Regions from separate parts of the Zea mays genome. Here region 1 is linked to region 2. Evidence: chromatin contacts called from public Hi-C data. All regions are on one chromosome and are shown on one strand. The core of a region is the stretch at or near the end of the contact, and the rest is flanking DNA. Distances in the headings are between cores, read along the strand shown.

Evidence for each region. Hi-C and Micro-C count contacts between places; a contact is called where the count stands out from the background.
Region 1: a Hi-C map of ear shows a contact between it and region 2, with 4 times the contacts expected there. The contact joins two enhancer-like sites. A contact is called at or near these places in 3 of 25 Hi-C or Micro-C datasets (ear and leaf).

The regions. Positions count from the first base shown.
Region 1 is chr1:23,687,819-23,692,860 of Zm-B73-REFERENCE-NAM-5.0, forward strand. It overlaps the pseudogene LOC109943601. Among protein-coding and RNA genes, the nearest start is that of TRNAF-GAA, 3.2 kb to the right of the region's middle. Within about 2 kb of position 1,978, at least 18 of the 20 cell types and tissues checked have an H3K27ac peak or open chromatin away from gene starts, as enhancers often do. A contact at or near this core is called in ear, where this site is marked.
Region 2 is chr1:23,506,852-23,512,262 of Zm-B73-REFERENCE-NAM-5.0, forward strand. No RefSeq gene overlaps it. Among protein-coding and RNA genes, the nearest start is that of LOC103632328, 60 kb to the right of the region's middle. Within about 2 kb of position 1,825, at least 8 of the 20 cell types and tissues checked have an H3K27ac peak or open chromatin away from gene starts, as enhancers often do. A contact at or near this core is called in ear, where this site is marked.

The sequences.
Region 1 (5,042 bases), core at 728-3,227, 180 kb after region 2:
TGTGGTGTGTTCCTACACTATATAGACCTACATGTATCATTTGTGGACAATTTTAACAGAGTTTTCAATCGTTAGTAGATTTAGTTCGTTTATTTGAATTTCTTCGGAAAATTTAGATTTGAACTGTAGGTCACTCGAAACTTGGAAAACCGTGCATGCAAAAATGATATTCATGTTACTTAGCATAAGTTACGACCGATTTCAGGAGCGGAGCGGAAACTTCGAGCAACATGCTCACTAAACATGACCGTGAACTTGCCATACACATGTTTAAAAATTGTATAAAACACAAACAAAGTCAGAAAATCTTGAAACTTGTCCACTTGTCATGATATCATATGTACAGGCTGCGATAAAAAATTTAGAATGTTTGGAGAAAGTTGTGGGACACTATGTGTAGAAACCTAGGAGAACTACACATGAAATCATAGAGTTTCAATGTGTAGTTCTCCTAGGTTTCTACAAATAGTGTCCCACAACTTTCTCCAAATATTCTAAAATTTTTATCGCAGCCTGTACATATGATATCATGACACGTGGACAAGTTTCAGGATTTTTTGACTTTGTTTGTGTTTTATACAATTTTTAAACATGTGTATGGCAAGTTCACGGCCATGTTTAGTGAGCATGTTGCTCGAAGTTTCTGGTCCGCTCCTGGAATCGGTCGTAACTAATGCTAAGTAACATGAATATCATTTTTGCATGCACGGTTTTCCAAGTTTCGAGTGACCTACAGTTCAAATCTAAATTTTCCGAAGAAATTCAAATAAACGAACTAAATCTACTAACGATTGAAAACTCTGTTAAAATTGTCCACAAATGATACATGTAGGTCTACATAGTGTAGGAACATACCACAAAAATTTCGAGAGACAAAATAAAAAAAATAAAAATATACTTTGCCGAGTGTCCAGGAACGACACTCGGCAAAGTATGCTTTGCCGAGTGCCTACTATGTGGCACTCGGTAGAGAATCTCTTTGCCGAGAGCCAAAGGATGACACTCGGCAAAGACTAACGGCCGTCAGCTTTGGGACGGCCGCTGACGGCCGTTTGCCGAGAGCCCACTTTGCCGAGTGTTTGACACTCGGCAAAGTTGTCTTTGCCGAGTGCCGTTCTGTGCCGAGTGTTCAGCGCTCGACAAAGTTGTCTTTGTCGAGTGCCTAACGTTACCGAGTGCGGCACTCGACAAAGCTTTTTTGCCGAGTGCCCGACAAAAGGCACTCGGCAAAGAAGCCAACACTCGGCAAAGCCTCTGATTGCGGTAGTGGGGTGGGGATGAGTGGGGCGGTGAGGAATCAACATAGCCGTATGGCATTACTTTTTCGTGAATCAAGTCGTCGAGTCTCATACATTGCAGAATGCCACAGTACACCACACATGTCGGATCCACTATTCACATGATGAGGTCGTCTTACACCGTTCGCTCTGTTCTGGCCTCACAGAGCAGTATCGGCATGTGATACAAACACGCCCACTATGGCGCAAAGCCAGTAGCAGAGGAACGCAGAAGCGAGTCTCGCAACCGCATGCGCTGCCTCGGGGTGTAGCGGAAGGCCACCACGTCTCCGGGAGCCGCCAAGGGTGGCAACGAGCGCCCTGCGCCTGCCGTGTCCGTGTCCGTGGCCATTCGCCATGGTCGCCGCTGCCGCTGTCGCGGGCAGCACCACGAGAAGGCCTCGTGGGACCGCTTCCACGTAACGCCGCCGGCGGTCTGCTACAACGTGGTGCATCTGCATTCTGCTCTGCATCTGTGCCGCGCGCGCGCGGTTTGCCGTTTGCCGGTGGTGGGTGTGGGCTTGTGCGTGACTGCGTGAGGCGTCCGAGCGTCGGCGGGTTGGACAGGTTCGCATTGCATCGGAGTCGGCGGGTTGGACAGGCGTCTCTTCGTTTGTTTCGTATATACTTTTGACCAACTGATCACTGCGAAACTGCTCGTCAGTCTGGGTTGGGCCTTTTCTGCGGGGGAAGAAAGCCCACGAAGGGGGTCGTGGTTGCTGCATGTATTCTGGCCCAGCATGCCGCTGACATGGACCTCGCTAATCCTCCCTTCCCTCGTGAAAGGAGGAACGTGATATTCTTTCTTTTTTCCCCTTTTTGCAACGTCCAAGAGAATGGATTTAGCAACAAGAGAAGTCCAGGAGAATAGATTGGTCTCCGACTACGAGCGGCATCCGATCAGTGCAGTTATGTATGTGGCTATTTCTAGGGATGAAAACGGAAACGGTAATTTTCGGATACCTGGAATCGTTTTCGAAGTTTTACCGAAATTTAGGTCTAAACGGAAACGGAAACGGTTACCGAAAATCCGGAAACGGAATCGGTAGAAAAATTCGGAATCGGAAACGGAAACGGTTTAGTCCTTTTCCGACCGTTTCCGGAAATTACCGTTTTTATCCGGTATTTTACCGTCGGTAATAAATTCGGTATTTTTCAGAAAAATATTAAATCTGGACTGACCTTTATAAATTCATAATAAATTCATCTTAGCTTAGAAAAATGTGAAACTAATTTTATTATTTTTCGAAAATCAAGATCTATCTAACGATATATAGTTTAGAATCATTTGAAATTTTTATAAATCTTATTTATGTTTTCTTATCTATTATTACTCTTGATACATATATTCATAATTTGCACAAGAACTTAAGAAGGACTAAGAGGACACTAACTATATTGACTATGCCAAGTAGTGTGGGTACAAATAGAATGTCAGTGTCATATTATTATACATATCTTGATTCTACTTTATTTAAATGCATAATAATGATTTTATTATTTTATACTTCTTACCTTATATATTTATTGTGACCTCCTACCTTATATATTACTACTAATTTTATATGAATGTATGACTTGCGTGATTTTTTGAAGTCAATTGAGGGTACATGTTAAAGTTTTTACCGATCGAATTTTAGATTCCGATCGTAACCGATGTAATTTTCGTACCGAACTTTCATTTCCGATGTTTCCGAATTACCGATGTCGTTTTCGTTTCCGGAGTTACCGTTTTCGATCTCGTTTCCGAGGAAAAATATGAAAACGAAAATGGTTTTAATGTTTACCGATCGTTTCCGACCGTTTTCACCTCTAGCTATTTCCCTATCCCTTGACTTGAAACAGGAGTAGGTCAGATGTGGAAAGGGACCAGACTCACGGAGCACGTGCCATGACTTTCTCTGTCGGCCATTCTTGCCGTGGAGATAAGAGACCCGGTGTAATTCAGAGCATTTTCGGATTTTGATTACTGTGGTGCTGGGGTAGAGTTGTTTAAGTCGGTGCCTATGTTTGTAAACAATTTAGGTGGGACACTGAGGCTAAGAAGGTCTGTCCTGAACTGTGTCTGTGCAGCTTAATGCTCAAGGGTTTAGTTAACGAAAAACACTTATGCAAGGAGTTTATTTGACAACACGAAGAGTTTGGCATCTCACTCAGTGTCTACTCTTGTTCTGTCTTGATGAGCATGTACACACAAAAAAGTAAAGAGAGGTTATGCTAATAGAAATCCTCTGAGCTTCTTTGTGAATTGTGAAAATGAAAAAAAGAAGGTGCTAAACTGGATGCTGCGACCTTATAAAATTTACCTCTATATATTCTTTGCTACAAGACAGGTGACACCTGCTTGGAACTTTATACAGATGCTTTGTCAGATAGACCACCCTTGTTGTGGGGGTATAAACTGTAAAGTTCAGAGAGCCAGAGGTGACTGATGGGATGGAGGCCAGGAGAGTTTGGCGGCGTTTGGTTTCTACGGTTTCTGGGAAATCAGATATCAGCATATGGGGAGATTGTGAGATTCTCGGCACAAAATCCGATAGAGAATCCAATCTGTTTGGCTAAGAATGAGATTCTAAAATCAGATTCTGAAAACGAGCCGTGAACAAAACAGGGCCTTTGTGCCAGATGATGCAAACAAGTAAAATCTATTGACTAGTCACGACGATTGTTCAGATGGCAAGAAATGGGCTCTGGTGAGTTATCACTTTCGACAGAGATTTCGCATGGTCTTAGAAAATTGCATCCTCTTCTAGATTGGCGTAACCGAACAAGTCACAAAGGTATGTTTTATTCGGTTCTACTCCAATCCATATGGATTGAGGAGTTTCAATCACTAATAAGTCAAAATTTTTCTCGATCCATATCAATCCCCTCAAATCTATATAGACTGAAAATAACCGAACAATCTTTAAATAAGCAAGCCTTTGAAGCACGACCAACTTTCGAAGCTATGGTTAAACTATTTTTCATCTTAATTATAGTGATATGCAAATTTTTATGTATTCGAGAAATTTAAAACACCTGTGATTGCGAATAGGACTATTCTTCATGCTTATCGCTAACGTTTCGAGTTAGATGAAGCATACATATTTATCTACTCAATATTCAATAAAGGATGATTTAAATTAGTTCAGTCGGCAAGGACCGTTGTGCAAGTAAATCTTAGGTACAAGCATGTGAGCCTTGAGGTCGTTGTCCAACTGTTATTGCTTATTTAGTGCTAGTTTGAAAGCCTCATTTTTTCAAACTCAAACGATTTCTAATTTTCCAAGGAAAAGAGAAAATAGAAATTTCTTATAAAGATGAGGTTCCCAAACTAGCCCTTAGCACTCAAACCTCGCATCAGCTCGTGCAACTTTACCAAAAAAAAAAACCATACTTGCACATTTAGCACTTAAATTCCTCGATTTAATTAAAGCTACGTGAGCCGGTGAAGATTAAAGTGCTAAATGTGCAATTAGGATTAGATCATGATAAGACCAAAATAACTTGCTTTGCACGCTTGGATCTAAGGCTTCATTGCACAACGGCCGTTAGCCAACGACCAGATGACAGGAGGCTTCACCACAAATCCACGATTGAATATCTAGGTTTTGATCTAAAGATGCATCAAGGTTCCTTCTGTTCCCACTTCCCACTGTAAAATATTCTGATTTTTAACTCAAAATAAAACTCGTCAGTGTTTGAATTGGTTCAGACTTTTGCTTTCTTTCACTGCATCATATAGTTATATTTGTTAGTCAACATTAATGGGTGTCATCTGCC
Region 2 (5,411 bases), core at 575-3,074:
AACTTCTCACAAATTTCTATGATTTTTGGACCTATAGTTTTAATTCTAAAATTCTTTTAAGCCTTCTAAGGGTACTTTTATATGACCAAATTTTTCTGGTTGCTAAAAAAATCCTATTAATTCATTTACATGAATTACCTCATTCTGCACACTCTGTAAAATTTGGGTCGAAATTTTTGGCACTTTTCCTTGATTTTTAGCGGACCATACTAGTTATCAAGGCACAAATTAAAGAAAATCAGGGAGCTGGAATGGGCTGACAACCACCATAGCGTCCCACTGTCCATCAGAAAACTGCGCCCACGAATAAGCTCTACGGTCGACGTCTCCATTTTGAAATAAACACCCTATAATTTAAACTAACTACACCCGAACTTCTGCTACTACTCCTATGTGTCGTAGGCATTAGCATCAATGCCCCTCCCTTTCCTTGAATCTACAATAGGAAGTCCTCGACACAGTCCGGTACCAGCACCAGCGAACTGTGGTCAAGGCGACCGAAACAACTATCTTATACGCAAGGAAGGGCATCACAACGCTCATCATATCCTCAAGAACATGCACGTATGCTATAACAGCAGCTAGACCACGGAAGTCACAGATTCACCAACAATGATGGACACTAAAGTCCGGCGGCGCACCTCCTGTTCCGGTGCACAACATGCCGTAGAGTTTAAAGAAAGCACCCCATGAGTATTACGGACACTATGTAACTTGGAAACGCAAACACAATCACCTCGAAACCCTTATGGTCTGCTGGCCACGGCGAGGTGGAACACCAGCGACACAGCACTTGTGGCAGGGACGGCGATGCCCAACGAACACCGGCAGAGAGGCAGCAAAGCGAGCAGGTGAATACAAACACGAAAGTGGAGCTATTTGTGCATATGTTCAGTTTGGCTAGGACCAGGGAGCAGTGGCGGACGCAGAACAAAATTTTAGGTGGGGCGACACCATAAGAGACAAACCACGATACTAGACGACTAGATAAAAATAGCTTCATGATAATAACAAGGTCAGGTGATAATACTAGGAGCGTTCTAAAATGATATGAATATCAGAAAACCATTTTGGCCACCCTACAGAATCAGTGGCGGGTGAAGCGGCCACATCGACGCGTCATTGTGGTGTGTCTGCCTTGAGATGGCGATGATGAGGCAGCAACATGCGAGGGGCAGCGAGGGCAAGCGGCTATAGGCAGTGGCAAGCGACAACAATTGTTGCATTGCGACGACGTGGTGGGACCCTGGTGGCATAGTGAGGGCAGATGGTGGTGGCACCATGGTGCCAAGGCAGGATCCCACCAATAGCTTGCCCACCAGTCGATGTGGAATAGGAGGCAAAGTAGTGGCGCTGCGTGTGGGATCCCGACAACGCGATGAACTAACGAGTGACGAGAAGACAAGGTGACACTGGTAGCGGACGGGTCTGGTCACCCACTACCGATCCAGTCATGATCGAAGGAGCAATCGAGCCACGAGTAGGTCGAGTAGCTAGCCGCTAGAGGAAGGAATCAAACTATTTGTATGGAGAGCGGGCTGAGCAATGAACTGTCGAGAAAAAGTTAGATTAAAACTAGGTTTTATTAGATTTGGTTGTACCTACTATATAAAAGTTTTTTTATTTTGATGTATATCTAAATCTAGGTATAATAGCATATAAAAATTGAGGTGGGGCCATGACCCCCTTTGCCCCACCCTTGGATCCGCCTCTGCCAGGGAGACCATTAGCATTTTTACCGAGCTGATATAATGCCGAGGGAGTACAGGCGTATACCCAGCGTTTTTTTTCACTGGAGTCGAACGAGCTGGTGCAACACGTCAGGAGCTTGGACGCGCGCCAGGGCACATGGACACCACGTCAACGCGAGCATACAGTGAAGCTGGACCTGCTCGACACCTCTCCTCACGTAGAATTTACTGGAAAAAGGTTCACCGGCTTGGATTTTTTCTCCCCCTCTTTCTTTTGTTTTTTTGGCAGATATTTGTACCACAAGGTTATCCACTAGTAGCAGCCGTTCAATTCCCATACACATCCTCACGTGAGTTAGAAACAGCTGGCATTGAGTGGGATAACATCTTTTCACTAGATCTTTTTTTACAGCAGTATGCTAATAGTTGATTAGCTCTGAATTTCTTTTCATTGTTTGGTTTTGACTGAACCCCTGATTTTCACGCCCAGTTTTCTCAAGAATTCCTAACGGTAGCAGACCCACTTAGGCCATGTTCGTTTTTATCAAATCTACGGGGATTGAGAGGGATTGAATCCCCTACAAGTTAAAATCTCACTCAATCCACTCTAATCCCCCTCAATCCTCATGAATTAGGGATGAAACGAATAAAGCCTTAGCCGGCCAACCATGTTTTTCCCAGCTTAGCATTATCAGATTACTACCACAAATCTGAAGTCGATTTTTAACAACACTATAACAGTTCAAAGTGGCCCCGATCCCCACTTTACCGTCAGTTTCAGCGTTCCCAACTTTGGGCAGTGAAAATATCCAACGTGATTCCCCCCCCCCCCTTTTTATTTCTGAAACCATACCGATTTGTTTCAGTCCTATTGCAATAACAACTTTATCACTTCTTTTCTCCATTTTTCCAAACAAGGACAAACCTATATCCCTCAAGCAACTTTGTTCCTTATCTATAGGTCTATAAGTTTACTATAGATTTTCAGGGTCAAGGATATAAAAATCACAAACTATAGCCTTCCAAAGTTGGCTGAAATTCACATGATCCATATTCAGTTAACTACAACTGAACCGGAACTACACAGCCTGACAGGGTACGTTTAGACAACTTTTTTTTACCTTTGTGTTGAATCAAACCCAACTTACTTAAGGGGATTTGTTCCTTTAAAGATGATCACCATTTTGTTATAAAGATTTCAGCTCAACACTGCCTAAAAAAAGCACCACACAGCTCCAAAGTAGAGCCAAATACTGAAACTCAAATCTGTTCACTATTTATAATCTGAAAACTCTAAGAACTTGACAACCCATCTTTAGGCACCCTTTTCTGTGATTTTTGTGTAGAACCAAGCCATCCTCCCTTAAGAAAACTTGCACACCAATATATGTTCTTCAACTTTTCTATAAAAGGTATGTCTTAATACTCCAAGGATCAAGCACTAGAGAGCTCCAAAGTTGAGCCAAACACACAATGTCTGTGTGCTGAAATAAGACTAAGTCTGAATTCAGATTTAGCACATTGAATATTTGAACTACTGTTACTGTCAGTTCCAACTGGTTTTAGTGGCATTACCCTTAATCAAACTTTCACACCAAAGTATGGGCTTCCACTTTGGTACAGCACTCATAGCCCAGAACTACATGGATCAGCCCTTAAGGAGTATCCCAAATCTGCTTCAGACTGAAAAATCAGCAGGACTGAATTTTTATCTTAAGTCTGATTTTCCAAACTGAACACTGCATCTTTAGGCTCCTTTTTCTACCGGTTCCATATAGATTTAGAGCTTCAACACTTAATAAAAGTTGTTCTCCTATAGTTACTCTACAAGTTTACTATAGCAACCTTTTGCTAAAAGCCCCCAGATTAAAACATACAGGGGTCCAGAAATAGGTAAATCAAACTGTTTTTAACTGAACCAAAACTGTATCAAATTTGAAATCTGCAAATTACTCCAAATTTCTCTTCAAAACTTGAAAATCTCAACACATGAAAGTTGCTTGGTTTTGGAAACTCTATAACTTTGGTATTTTGAATTTTGGCAACCTATGGCCAGATCTCAGATTTCACTTTTGAGCTCTAATTTAGGGTTTTGAGGTTTATCCATCTCCTCTAGTGATTCTTCCACTTTGATGTAGCTTTTAAAAGTAAAGTTGCTCTGGGTTCTAAGATTCACCCTTAGTACTTAAGACTCAAAGTCAACTTATCACTTGTTTAAGAGATGACTTAACCCCACTTACTTAAACAAAACCCTTAAACTAAGTCCTATACTCTAATACACAACGTCACACTTATTGAAAATTTTTAACCTAATGAATGCATTCTAGGTATATCAAGCAAGTTAATGCAAGTGCATATGATGACATTCTAAATTTTTAGTTCTCGTAACACCAGGGGTGTTACATCCTTCCCCCCTAAAAAGGAATCTCGTCCCAAGATTAAAATTCTAGGCCAAGTAATGGAAAAGGAAATGCGTAACCGATTTATTTCCCAGTTACTCCTACAAGGCAGGGGGTGTGCCCCCATCGAAAGACAACTTATACAAACCTAGGGTTTACAAGACACTAGGAACTCAGGAATATATTTTTCCAAATACTTCTCTGACTACTACGCGACTTTATCTTCCGGGTGTTAGTTCCACTGTATCTCGTAAAACTCGATAACTTTTCTTTGAGTGACCCGATCCTTTTGATCTAAAACCTTTCTGGGATATTCCGAGGAGGTTAAACCTGGTTTATGGTTAACATCTGAAATCTCAATACCACATTTGGGGACTCGAAGACATTTCTTCCATTGGGACACGTGGAACAAGTCGTGCACTGTTGAAGGTCCTTTTGGTAACTGTACCTTATAAGCTATAGGTCCACCAAAATCTCTGTTTCAAACCTTGGTACCTATTGCTACCTTTAGGGTGAATGGAGTTCCAAACTGCAACCCAATCGCAATTCCACATCCCTTTATGGAGGCAACTAGTCAAATCTTTGAGGAACACATTCGAGAACTCCCTCACATCAGGTATATACTTTACTTCTTTCACTTAAACTCCTGCTGTAGACGAATCTTATTATTTCCTAGAATAGCCTGACTGACCATTTCCTTATATCCTTCAACCAAACTAATTGCCATCAGGAGCTAAAGTTTCACATTAAGATCATGTAGGATGTATTACTTTTTTCTCACTGGCATCCACATAATCCAAAACATACTAGGATAGGCGAGTAAACCTCTCAAATAGTCCATTACACTTGCTTCTTCACCTTGCTTTAGATCCAAAAACACTTTGAACTTTATTTACATAGGGGCTTCTGGAACATGACGTGCCCGAAATACCTCACAGAACTCAACCCGAGAACTTAACGTCCTTCTAGCTGCAGCGCAAGGTATTCTGCCCACCAACTAAACTTGGCTTCCGGTCTTCAAAAACAGGGAAAGGTAGCATAGAAAGGCAAAGACAGGTAGCATGAACAGGGTAGACGAAACACGTACTAAAGCTACTACATAGGGGGTTTAACTTAAAAGTGTATGTCATGATGCATGCTCGTCCTATTCGTCCTCACAATCTTGCCAGCATATAGTGGCTTGCACGCTCTATGGTGGTGGCATACCTACTCACTCCGGAGTTAACTAGTCGTAGTTTTCTAGAGTTTAGTTAGTGTACCTGCAGAAAATTCCATTACAGCCCAAACCCCATGATGCAATTCACACATTTGGTCATAGTTT